2 separate regions of the Bombyx mori genome follow, and region 1 is linked to region 2. Evidence: chromatin contacts called from public Hi-C data. All regions are on one chromosome and are shown on one strand. Each heading gives the region's core, a stretch centred on a gene start, on an enhancer-like site or on the middle of the called end of the contact. The rest is flanking DNA. Distances are from core to core; before and after follow the strand shown. Region 1 overlaps LOC101741044. Region 2 overlaps LOC101741044.

Region 1 (6,239 bases), core at 1,447-3,946, 52 kb before region 2:
TCATTTCCTTATTGGTGACGTGTTTTATATTCGGTTTGCATGTATGTGCTTTAAAAATGGAGACCTTAGAACTCATATCTCGAGGTAAGTGGGGGGGGTGGTGGTGGCAGGATTACGTCTTGTGAGTCCGCGCGGATAGGTACCACCGCCCTGCCTGTTTCTGCCCTGAAGCAGTAATGCGTTTCGGTTTGATGGGCGGGGCGGTTGTTGTATTGGAAAAGCGGAGACCTTAGAACTCATATCTCAAGGTGGGCGCCGGCATTTACATTGTAGATGTCTATGGGCTCCGGTAACCATTTCATACCAGGTGGGCTGTGAGCTCGTCCACCCACCTAAGCAATAAAAAAATTAAAAACATCCAGAGAAGTAGAGAAAACAATCTTTTTCATCACAGGAATGTTTGCCCGATGCGGGAATCGAACCCACGGCCCACGGCGCGACAGTCGGGGCGCTAACTACTGCACCATCAATTCAGTTATAATATACTTGGTTCTGACATTCCGATCAGAAGCTTCAGGATACAAAAAAGTAATAGATTATTTTAAATTTCGGCCCGAAATTATTATTTTTATTAAAATTTGAACTTCCATTTCGCTCTCATAGATTTTAAATAACTGTAATTATTAAGTAGTCGTCCAAGTAACGGATGTCTTTGCGTCTTTAAAATAGTTTATGTTGTATGTGGCCAAAAGTGCCGTTTCCCTGTGCCGGAACCGGGAAAGAAAAATGCTGACGTCATACGTAATGCAATGTTTATTCGTCGAGCTGAGCGTTTGGCGTTGTTAGTTGGCTATTTCGTGAACCCGCAATGAAATACAAATACAGATTTCACCCTCGATCTTTGACCGCGCGCGTAATTTGAACTTCATTACTACGCAATGTAATGCAAATTCAGTTTTGTTTTCTTTCTAATACGTTTGTTTTAATGCATCATACCATTTGTTTCGTTTTTTTATATTTTATAAGATACAGTCTTAAAATTATGACGGTACATGTCATTTTTGTACAGCAATCATCAAAATCATCTATGATTGCCTTGAGTTTTATCGTTGAAGAAAAAAAAAAGCGTTTGACATATAGATATACACACATCTTTGTTCTATTTCTAATCTGCATTATTTTTTAATTAAGATTAGATTATTACATGATCGTATTTTAAACATCAAGGCGTAATTATATTATTTATTGACATTTGCAATTGATAAGTAATGTTTAGTTGTGTCCAAGGCTCGGTTGATTACGCATCTCGTGTTTAGTGGTACGAAGTGAAGTTGTGTTTTTCCTCGAAGGGGTTCGAATGTGATTATTAAAAAAAATCTAGTTAAAAATCGAATAAAATTACTAACACATGTACGTATAGTACGTGTATAATGTGTTTCGGATGTCTTTGCTGTCGAAATGACCGGAAAAAAAAAACAAAAGAAAATTAATCGTAAAAAGTAAAATATCTATGAGAGACACGAAAATTAAAACTTCTTTCTAATTTCGAATTAGCTCTTCAGGAACCCGCTGCGTCGCGTCGTTGGCTCAAAAAGGCGGTAATATTTGCGAGTTCGATTTTTAAATATGACGCTTAGTGGTTTGTTTATATAGTTTTTTTTTTTCGTTCTCCCCAATCAAACGGTTGCAGTATTTCGGATGTAAGTCTTTAGCGCTGAATGCAACGTATAAACGTTATTAATGCGGAATTGAAAGATTGTTTTAATATTCGTCGTTATCATCGTAGTAAGCGCGTTCCAAAGGTCGTCGGTTCAAGATCGAGGTTCCGCGACAATGTGTTTACTTGACAGCGTCTGACGGAATATAAAAATAAATAAATAATGTTTTAGTTATTAAAGAGCCAGCAGTCTCTTGCTTTTATTAAAATTCGATCATACATTATGCAAGACACACCACGAATGTACATGACCCAGAAAGAGACTAGAGAGACTACAAAAAAAATATTAATTTTTCATTTGTTCGCTCAGAATGTGCAGGGGCTCTATAAAGAAATCGCGGAGGTCGTTACCTTAATAATATTAATAAAAACATTTTGACAGCGAATAATCGTCGTCTCATTAATAGGACTTAAACGTTAAAGTGGCTCTATAACACGGGCGACCTTGATCGTGGCATGGTCGTAAAAAAAAGGTGTTTTTGTTTTTTTTTTCTTAAATTTGAAACGCAACTGTATTCACAGCCTTTTGGCTTCCTTCCGATATTTCGAAATTTATAGAATCGATCGCGTCAAGGGCGCGAGATTTGCGTGAAAATTGTACTTTTATTGAAGCATTTGCATGGGCGTTCGAAAATATAAAATTTGTTTTATTGAAAAAAAGAATATGAAAAAAATAACGAGAAATGCGAACGTGAATTGGATTCTCGTGTTCCTCCTTTTCAATTTTTTTTGGGGATTAAAGTGTCTTATGTTTTGCCTGAAATGAATAATACGCTAAGCATGGCGCGGTAGGGTATAAGACTTAAAATACACATACTTATTATGATCACCAATGTAATTAGCATTAGAAAACATTTTTGAACACGTGCCGAATGATGATGACAATCGATTCACTAAATAAAAATCGATTCCTTCGATAAATTAAATCAAGAAATTTTAACGATACACAAAAGACGCGTTACACATTTAAGTCTGTGCGATGAAAAAAAAAACGCGAGCTTCGAACTTCGAACGAGTCGTTCGACATTTAAAACCTGTCGTCGTCTCTCTTGATTTAGTAGTGTTGGGAATGTTAATTCGATTTCGGTATTCGGTTAGTGATTCGGTTCGGCTTCGAGATTCACGGCTCGCCAGGTATTGAGAGCTTGGATAGCGGTGCCAGGGTTTCGGTATCGGCTTTGAATGAGAACGGGGCGGACTTTAGTACCAACGGAATATCAACGTCGTGACATCATAGATTGTCAATAACTATAAAATAATAACACACAACATGGAGCGTATCTAGCGTAATGGTGATGGAATTTTTGATTGAAAAATTTAAACATTAAAATTAATACGTATTAAATTAAAGCATCGCCTTTATTTCCCCTACCCATTCGCTGTTAGTATAAAGGACAATTCCAGTTACGCCCGGACTGGTAGGTGTACTCACGGACTCAACCTGAGAGAATTTGCAAACACTGGCCTTTGTAAGAGCAGTGCTTCGGTGAATCTACTACCGGATCGAAATTACGACTCACTGAGAAGATCCGACGAGAAACACAATGGGCTGTGTCTGTGGATTAGTTGGCTCGTCGAACTCTTTAAGTACGAACACTTATATTGCGTACGAAGCCCTAATACCGAATTTAGCGAATGTGACCGACGACACTAGAGTATTTTCGTGTTAAAAAGCGAATACCGACCTTGACCCAGAAAAGGTGCGAAGCCATTTTTTCGGGAATCTCGGCGTTGGAATGTAACCGTAACTTCACTAAGGTTAGTGTGTTTATTATTATTAGTATTAATATTGTGATATAGTTGCCACGATACCAATGTTATAAAGATGTGATGTTTTTTTGCTTTTGATTTTTGTTAGGTTGGCAGTTTTGTAATTCTGTGATTTGTTTTTTTTTCTCGGTTTGATTTTATTGTATTGTGATATTGGTTTTACTTAAGTAGGTATGCTTATATTTTTTGTTTTGTTTGTGTTTGAAATTCGAATTTTATTCTTTTTACGTAATTAATGCGCGAATCTGTTCGTTTTTGGCGGGAATCAGCGCGTCACGCTGTTACGATGATGTATGTAATAATTTCTCGGATTTTAAACAAATGTAATAATTTGTTCTCGGACGAAAGCGCTTGAGCGGTTCGGAGAGTTTTTTTGTTTTTTCGTTTTCCGTCCGATTCTTACCTCGAAAAGTTCAATGAACCGAAGCGCTCTTCGCCAACGCGCTATTATTATTGACTTGTCCTATATATATTTTTGTACATTATGTCGACGGAAGAAAGTGGAATTTTCTTAACTTGAAAAACCCAACTCGCATATACGAGAGTCATTAAACTATTTCAAAAATACATAACTCATATTATGTTTATAAAAAAGTTAAAAGTTGAACATATGAAATTTGATGGAAAAGAAATAAGATGAAGAAAAATTTATTGTAGATAAAAAATAGACCTAGATCATTAGAAGCGTTTATTTTTCTTTTGATACCAGAATATCGAGAAGTGGAACGCTATTTGGTTTAAAGAGATATTTTTGCAACTTTACACATGAGCCATTTAAAGTGTAGGTAACATTTGGAAAAAATAACACAATAAAAAAAAAAACTCATACTGCTATTTGTTTGTTAGTATCGGAAGTCAATGGAGATTTTGACTTTGTGATGTCCATGGACCACACTTTGCTAAATAGGTTAGGCGTTTCACGTCTACTTTAGACTCAGTAATAATGTCAGATCCACGGACTTCGGTTCTGTGATGTCCATGGACCACAGTTGGTTAAATAGGTTAGGGGTTGCTCGTCTGCTGGTATCGTCTTACCTGCACCGTCGGTGCCTACGTCCAGGTGGATCTGGGCCCTGGCCATGACGCAGAGCCTGTAGTCGCAGGTGTCGCAGCGGACGCTCAAGTGCCACTTCCCCATCATTCCTGGCTGTGATTCCGGATCAGGATTGGCCGGTAGAACTGATAGTCTAGAAAGGAGATTCCGTTCTTAGATCAGAACAACTGTTGTTCTTCAGTCGCTTCGAGGAAATATACAACGCTATGCTCTGATAGATTCTTTTTTCTATCAAGGTTCTTGTCTTCCAGCTCATTTGGAGACAAGAGTACCCACAAATCGACACTTCTTGCTTGCCGGTCTTGGCTCGTGAGATAGGCACACCGTGTCTCTCTGGATGTACCCTTCTCGAGGGTTTTCGGAACAGGGGAGCTTACTTAGCTAAGAAGGTCTGCTTGTGTCGTGGGCTTTGTAAGGAGACTAATTCTCTGAGTATTCTACTAATGAACTATGATTGGGGGTAGCTGCATTGGGGTTGTGTGATTTAAGTGCTCGGGTGGCTTAACAAGTGGGAGAACGTAACTTACGCGTCTACGTCAGTATTGGCGCCCGGCAGTATCAGGTAGACGTCTCTTGGCGACAGGCTTTCGGTCCTCGATTCCGCCGAGAATGAGGATACGGAATCCGTGTCGTACAGGTCTATTTGCGGCGCTGTTGGGGGGATGGAGAGATGTTAAGTCTTACGTGGTCAAAGAATCTTCCAGGCTAAGTTACGGGATGTGAAAGTTGTGGTAGGGTGACACCCGCGCGGGTAGGTACGACCGCCCTGCCCATTTCTGTCGTGAAGCAGTAATGTGTTTAGCAGTAGGGTAGCCATTGTACTGTAAAACTGAGACTCAGAGGTCATGTTCCAATGTGAGTCGCGAAATTGACGTTGCTGATATCTATGGGCACTGGTTAACCACTTACCATCTCGCATATCATCTTATCCTCACCCGACTCTGCCCTAAAGTGGGATAAGGAAATGAGGGAGAGAGAGAGAGAGAAAACGTTAGCTTACCATCGTTTGGAGGGTAGAGTACGGCATGTTCCACAGCTCCCTCTATGAGTACCCTCAGGGCTGTTACTCCGTTTTCAACTGTTAATCCAAGCGATATAGCTTCACCCCCTCCCCGCCGCACGAGGAGGGTCTGTGAACAAAGATATTACTTGTGCTACATACCGACTTTCTCTTTCTGGCGCTCAATAAGCAATCTTGATTGTTGACGAGATGGAGGCACTTTGCTCGGGCAAGAAAGAGACGAAAAGTATTTTGTTGGTTGCCGAAAGTCGAAGATTATCTGGTCACATCTTTTCCCTACCTATTCCCTGGTAGCCTAGAGGGCTATTCCAGCTACGTTCTGAAGTTCAGGTGAGCTCACGGGCTCAACCTGAGAGAATTTTGTTAACTTTAGCTAAACCTAGCAAGTTTCGCTGAATCTACCACCGGATTGGAATCGTGACCCACTGAGAAGATCCGGCGAGAAACTTATTGGGCTGTATCAAGTCTGTTGGATGATGAGCGAATGGAAATGCGAGTACGAGTGCGAGCGAGATGGGTGAAAAGAAGGAGATAGTGTATATGCAATTATAGAAAACAAGAGACGACGTTTAGTTCAAATACTGATGCGTTTAAAATGAAAATTTGTATGCCAATTGCTGGCTGCACGATGCGGCGCATTGCGACAAGTGTGATTGTCCGTCATCATCATTATCATCTCAGCCTGTCTACTGTCCACTGCTGAACATAGGCCTCTCCAACTGATGTCCTAGGCGGCC
Region 2 (6,317 bases), core at 2,384-4,883:
CGATGACGAACAATTCGATTTCGATTCATTAATCAAACCGATCGATAAATTAATAGACGATCCATTTGATGATTTAGAAAAGGAAGAGGAAATAATTCCTTTAAGAGAAACTAATCTGGTTGAATCGTTGTCGGCCGATCAGATACCTATAGTAGGAGTTTCTACTGTTCCGTTATTCGGTCTGTCGACTATTATCGCTGATAAGCCGAAAGAGGCAGGCAGCGATTCAAAGAAGATAATTTTCGAGCTACCAAAAACCGAGATATTGAACGCGAACAATATGAGCTTATTCGAAAACTTCGCGCCCCCCCAAAAGAATACAAGGGACGACAGTGAAAGTAGATCGGACCTCAACATGTGTGTGACTTGTAGGGAAGTGAAGAAGCCAGGCAAAGAAAATGAAATGGATAACTTGACCAATCAATTAATTGGGAATTTGACATCGCCTATACAACTTTCGAATGCTGTGGAAGTGTCACTTGTTGAGACAAATGCGACAGATAACAGAGAAGGCAATGTACAGGGTGCTGAAAAAACACAAATTTCTGCGGAAACTACCGGCACGATTCCTATTCATTCAGTTACTGAAAATGAAGAGAAGGGTCCAAGAGAATTCGGATGGACGGATAAAACTGAATTTTCTGCACAGCAACCTGAAGACCATGACTATACCTTCAAACTAGATCCAAACTCAATAGGATTCTTTGGAAACAATTCTTTGTTCTTTGACAAAGTGCCTAGCGTAAGTGAAGATTTAAAGACTGAATTTGAGAATACAAAAGAAAATCAGGGCCCGCGTTGTCCTGAAATACCAACTGCTCCACCAGCGGAAGAAGATAGTACATCAGAAGGAACAGGTGGCTTAGATGTCCACTCTATAGAACAAGACGCTAATAAAGATTTCCCCATCTACGAAGACTTTTTAATAGAACCATCGGAAACTGACGAAAACAAAACCGAGTTTGGAAAGAAGGAGATGAATCAAGATGCGAAGGAATCTGACACGTTCACGAACAGAATTGACAAATTTAAAAAGCTAGAGGAGACAGTCGATCATGATGATATTTTTGACAGAACTTCACTTTTTACTTTACCACCGAAGACAAGTCCAGCAATCACAATAGCCTCGTATTTCGATACGGGGAATTACGCAGCCGAAACGCACTACCGGAATTCGTTTGGCTCACCGCCCAGCGCCGGTTATCCGGTCTCAACCAGTATGAGGATCCCACCGGGTTTCGAGGAGGAGTACCACAGACGGATGAGCGGAACTCTTCACGATAAAACGGCCCTCGATAAATTGAAGGATTCCGTTCCTCTGATACCTGACACGACCACACAGACATCTGTAATTTGCACAAGTACTTACACCGCCCACAGGGAAGTGTCCCCAGATCTTAATTACAAAATTGAAGCCAGCATAGCGGGAATAGTCGAAGAGGTGTTGACTGCGCGAGAACCGAATGAAAAACCAGATTGTATCACAACGTTTGCCGGTCAAAACGTTGAAGAGATAGACGCAGTCAAGCAAGCCGCGAATAGGCTTGGTGATATCAAGATATCCGAGCTACAGATCCCCGAAACAAAACCGTTACCGGATCCTATGAATTTCTTTTCGTCACCAGAAGTTTCTAGAGCCGAACCGGGAACGTTTAATAGATTAGCTAGTTATTTCGCTTCGCCGCCCGCCAGTGATCCGTCGAAGTCTTTTTTTGAATTGAGCCAAAGTCAAAATCATTACAGACACGCTAATGACGGTCCCGAAGACTCTTCTCGTTTCGCGTACCAAAATCATCGCTTCGATAATAACGTAATGAACTCGGAAAAACAGAAAGCCACATTCGATCTGATAAAAGATTTGACGTCGACGCGTTACATACCAAACGAACAGATAGTCAGAACGGTAAACTATTTCACGATTGAATACGACGATCCTAATATAAGCCGCCCTAGACGCGATCCGGATTCGAGTAAAATCGAACCTAACCATTCCGAGAGAGCTGATGACAACAACGCGGCGTTCTATCGAGACGTTAAAATCTGTGAATACTGTTGCGATTTCAATACGAACGTTTTTAATATAAACGAAGTTAGTTATAAAGTTAAGGCGACCGCTAACGATAATAATAACGCGGCCGGTAGTAAAGGCTGTGATGTCAGCATGGAGCGTGTCAATGCAGCCAATAAAAACGTGACCATAAACCTTGAAGGAGCAACCGACGGAGTCACCGATGATGCAGTTACCGTTCTCAGTGAGGTAGGAAGTTTTATTAAGCATAGTACAGTAATATACCCCCTATAACGCGGTGCATCGGTTACGCGTTATAGTTGTATACCCGTATAACGCGATTTTACGACCTCGTATAACGCGTTACGTATGAATGATTCATCTCGTTTAACTTAAAATGGTATATTTTTATTAATTTTAAATAAAAAATATAAAAATAAAATTTAACCTACGCCTTTAGCCACACAAATTTAATGAAATAATTTAATTTTGTAATAAAACGATTGACACACGTGCAAAGGTACGCGAAACTAATTATGAACTGTACAAACTATTATGAATTTCACAGTACGGAAATATGTATGTGGGGAATCCCCGCGTTGTAGAGGGGAATGCCCGTGTTATACGAGGGATTGAAATCGCGTAATATGAAAACGCGTTATAAGGGTACCGCGTTATAGGGGGGAATACTGTATATTAATTACGAGCGACCCGCCTTCGCTTCGCTTCGGGAACTGTAATTTATTATTAATTATGAAAATAAGAAGACAGATTTTTTTCTTACTTACTTGACTTATTATTGTAAAGTTTTATCAAAAACCATTCAGTAGTTTTGCGTGAAAGAGTAACATACATACATCCATACAAACACTCATACATATGAAGTCATCGTGGCCTAAAGGATAAGGCGTCCGGTGCAATCATGTCCGGCGACGCACCAGTGTTCGAATCCCGCAGACAGGTACCAATCAATTTTTTTAATGATATACGTACTTATCAAATGTTCACGATTGAATTCCACGGTGAAGGAATAACATAACGTGTAATAAAAATCAAACTCGCATAATTATCATTTGCGTTATAACTGGTGGTAGGACGTCTTGTGAGATCGTACAGGAAGGTACCACCACCAATTTCTGCCGTGAAGCAGTAATGCGTTTCGGTTTGAAGGGTGGGGCAGCCGTTGTACTGTAAAAACTGAGACCTTAGAACTTATATCTCAAGGTAGATGGCGGCATTTACGTTTTAGATGTCTTTGGGCTTCGGTAACCACTTAACACCAGGTGGACTGTGAGCTTGTCCACACATGTATGCAATTTAACCTTAGAATTTAAACTTTCGCGTTTATAATATTAGTAAGATATATGACATATCGTTCTTCAAACGAAGCTTGTGGAGAGTACTTAACGGTGGGTGACAGCTCGGCTCTGCCCCTGGAATTGCTGACGTAGGTTAAACTAAATAGCCTTTCACCCCTCGATATATAGTATTCGTAATATACTTATATTTAGGGCATCTTGAGAATCCGCACAGGTAGCTACCACCGCCCTGCCTATCTCTGCCGAAAATCGAAACAGACATTTTACACAATACAACCGAGATTTACACAGCACGTGTGAGAGGGCGTGAGACGATTTGTGATGTCCATAGGCTCCCATTACCACTTACAGGAGGTTGGCCGCGAGTGGTATACCCGTATAGGATATGAAAGTAAAGAACATATTGCCATGAAGCGCATTCACATCGTGGACACTGTTGATATTGACGCGGATGGTCTCATTGAGACACTTCTACAACCCACAGTGGGCTATTGTCAGTTCCTTTAAAATTTACTGGACCCACAGCATCCTTGAAGCGTCATCCGGCCGATCCTACCAATCAGCCACAGTGACCAAAAGCGGTGTTAGTGGTTTTAGTAATGCCCTGTGTATTTCAGAACCGCTCTCTGGCCGAATACAATCCTGTGAAGTACCACTGGTTCTATCGAGTGGACATCGAAGGCAAATCCATATGGAGAGGCTTCTCGGAAGTCGATTCGAAAGCTCTAGAGGAAGCTTATCTAAGTCGTAAGTTTGGGATGAATTGAGATCTAAAGTTGGTCGTTGAAATTGCTTAGTGTCTGTTTGGTTAAGCTAGTTTTTCAGGTGTATACGTAGCAATCGAAAAAGCAATGAAGTCGATGTCTCAATGAGGTTACGTGACCATTGTTCTGTTCTTTAGATCGGAACGCTAGACTGTATTGTATCCGTATAGTTCGCCAATGCTTTAAAGAATTTCAAAGGGATGCGATAAGTTTAGGAGCTGACGAGGTCTTTTGATGATCGCTGTCACTCCGGAACCTAGAGTAGGAGAACCGCTATCCCAATTCAACTTGTAAAATTGATTTTGATGATTCATCCATTACAAGACACCACTGATTATGTGACTTCAGAAAATGATTGCTACGTGTTAATAATGCCTAGTTCATAGGATCTTTGAGGCTTATGGTGAGATCTAAGTGACTTCCTCTCGATGTCTTCGGGCTACGTTGAGGCATCTCAGGATCTTGCAAAAGATTCTCAAAACTGTAAACTATTCCAGCCGATCTCAACGAGAAGACGCTGGTGGCAACTGATGGAGGAAGGTATGACGTGAACGTGGTGGGGAGACTGAGGACAGCCGTCTACTGGAGCGACAAGCCTACTAATGTCTTAAGGTATCAGGAAGCTCGGATTGCGTAGGTTTCTCGTGATAGAAATATTGGTATTTCAGTATAAGACCGCTCGAGTGATCTGTTAGACTTGATGGAGTTCGAAACTTGACTCTGTTAGGAGTTAATTACCATAGACATCGGTGACCACAAACGTTACTTCGAGATGTGATAGCCACTGTGTAGAGTAGTACTGTAGTAGTAGCTGTAGTAGTATACTCGGTAGTAACCGAGAACATATTATTTCCCTACAAAGACATAGATGACTTTCAGCCACGAGCATGTAACCTTCATGATATATTTATAACCCTGAGACCATGAGTTTGCGGCTCAGATAAAAGGACGCCATCGCGTCCTAACAGAGATCTCCCAATTAGAGAAAAGGACCGATTTGTTTGGACCAACTGTGGTTATTGTATAGTGAATCTTAACTTAACGTCAGATTATAACTGCGACCGTTTCTCATTTCTCGTAAATCTCAAGGGTTTGTTCTGCCCAGCATCCGTATTCGCTCGGTCCTCTCGTTAAGTGTCACGTCTAGCCAATGTGATAATGACGGTGCTCTAATATCTCAGATGTAGCTGGTTCTACAAAGGCACAACCGACGCGAGATACGTGCCCTACTCGGAAGCGGTGGCCGAGAGACTTGAGGTGAGCATAGTTATTTTCTTTTACAATCGTCGACCCTGGAGTTGGTGGTGCTCAAATTGGCAGTGAAACGTGACCGGCACCGAGGTACCACCACCCAACCTATTTCTGCCGTAAAGCAGTAATGCGTTTCGTTTTGAAGGGTGGGGCAGCCGTTGCAACTATACTGAGACCTTAGAGCTTATATCTCAAGGTGTGTGGCAAATTTACGTTGTAGATGTCTATGGGCTCCAGTAACCACTTAACGCCAGGAGGGCTGTGAGCTCGTCCACTTATCTAAGCAATAAAAATAAAAAAAAGTCCTGAGTACCCCGCAAGCATCTTAGGCACCGAAACCTCAGTGGGGGTTCGACCTCCGACCCGAAAAGGAATACGTGGACTATTGTCTCCCCACTGACGCCAGTCTAGTCTCTCTGACTTTCAAAGTCCGTCTTATTCCCGAGTTGAACCACAGTTTGATTCAAATGGGAATTTGCTCAAATTCATAATTGCAGTGGCTTAAATAATAAGACGACCGGTGCATTAGTATTGAGCGATGCGACAGTGCCGATATTCGAATCCCACAAGCGGGCACCAATTTCTTTAATGAAATACGTTTCCTAAACCAAATGTACACGAATGACTTCCACCACCATATAGGAAGTGTAGGAATATATTTTTTTTGTAAAAATCAAACTGATGTTAATTCTAATTTGCGTAATTACTTTGGTGGTAAGATGTCTTGTGAGTTAAGCACATTTGGATCACATTCCGGCGTAGTTCTACCACAGTTGTGACTTACGACCTCATGTTTTTGAAGTGAAACTTCTTTATCGGCGTTGGAAAAAAATTTACCGTCACATTTTTCGGTTACGCGTCACATTTTTCCGTTACGCGCCATCTTTTTCTTCACCATTCATTGTTGCCGTACACAAGTGAAGGTGCCTCTTTACTCGGTAACAATAATTATAAAATACCGATGATTTTAAGTGG

The links. A called contact is a pair of places that touch in the nucleus more often than the background predicts.
Region 1: a Hi-C map of middle silk gland shows a contact between it and region 2, with 1.4 times the contacts expected there. The contact joins two enhancer-like sites. A contact is called at or near these places in 2 of 7 Hi-C or Micro-C datasets (middle silk gland and midgut).

The regions. Positions count from the first base shown.
Region 1 is chr11:2,800,083-2,806,321 of ASM3026992v2, reverse strand. All of the region lies in intron 1 of LOC101741044, which reads left to right. LOC101744060 reads right to left here. Exons shown (of 20, transcript XM_012692530.4): 9 at 5,482-5,611; 10 at 5,009-5,132; 11 at 4,463-4,614. Among protein-coding and RNA genes, the nearest start is that of LOC101741044, 20 kb to the left of the region's middle. Within about 2 kb of position 2,696, at least 2 of the 8 cell types and tissues checked have open chromatin away from gene starts, as enhancers often do.
Region 2 is chr11:2,749,002-2,755,318 of ASM3026992v2, reverse strand. It overlaps LOC101741044, which reads left to right. Exons shown (of 21, transcript XM_021349697.3): 3 at 1-2,257; 4 at 3,945-4,074; 5 at 4,589-4,703; 6 at 5,273-5,348. Among protein-coding and RNA genes, the nearest start is that of LOC101744060, 21 kb to the left of the region's middle. Within about 2 kb of position 3,633, at least 2 of the 8 cell types and tissues checked have open chromatin away from gene starts, as enhancers often do.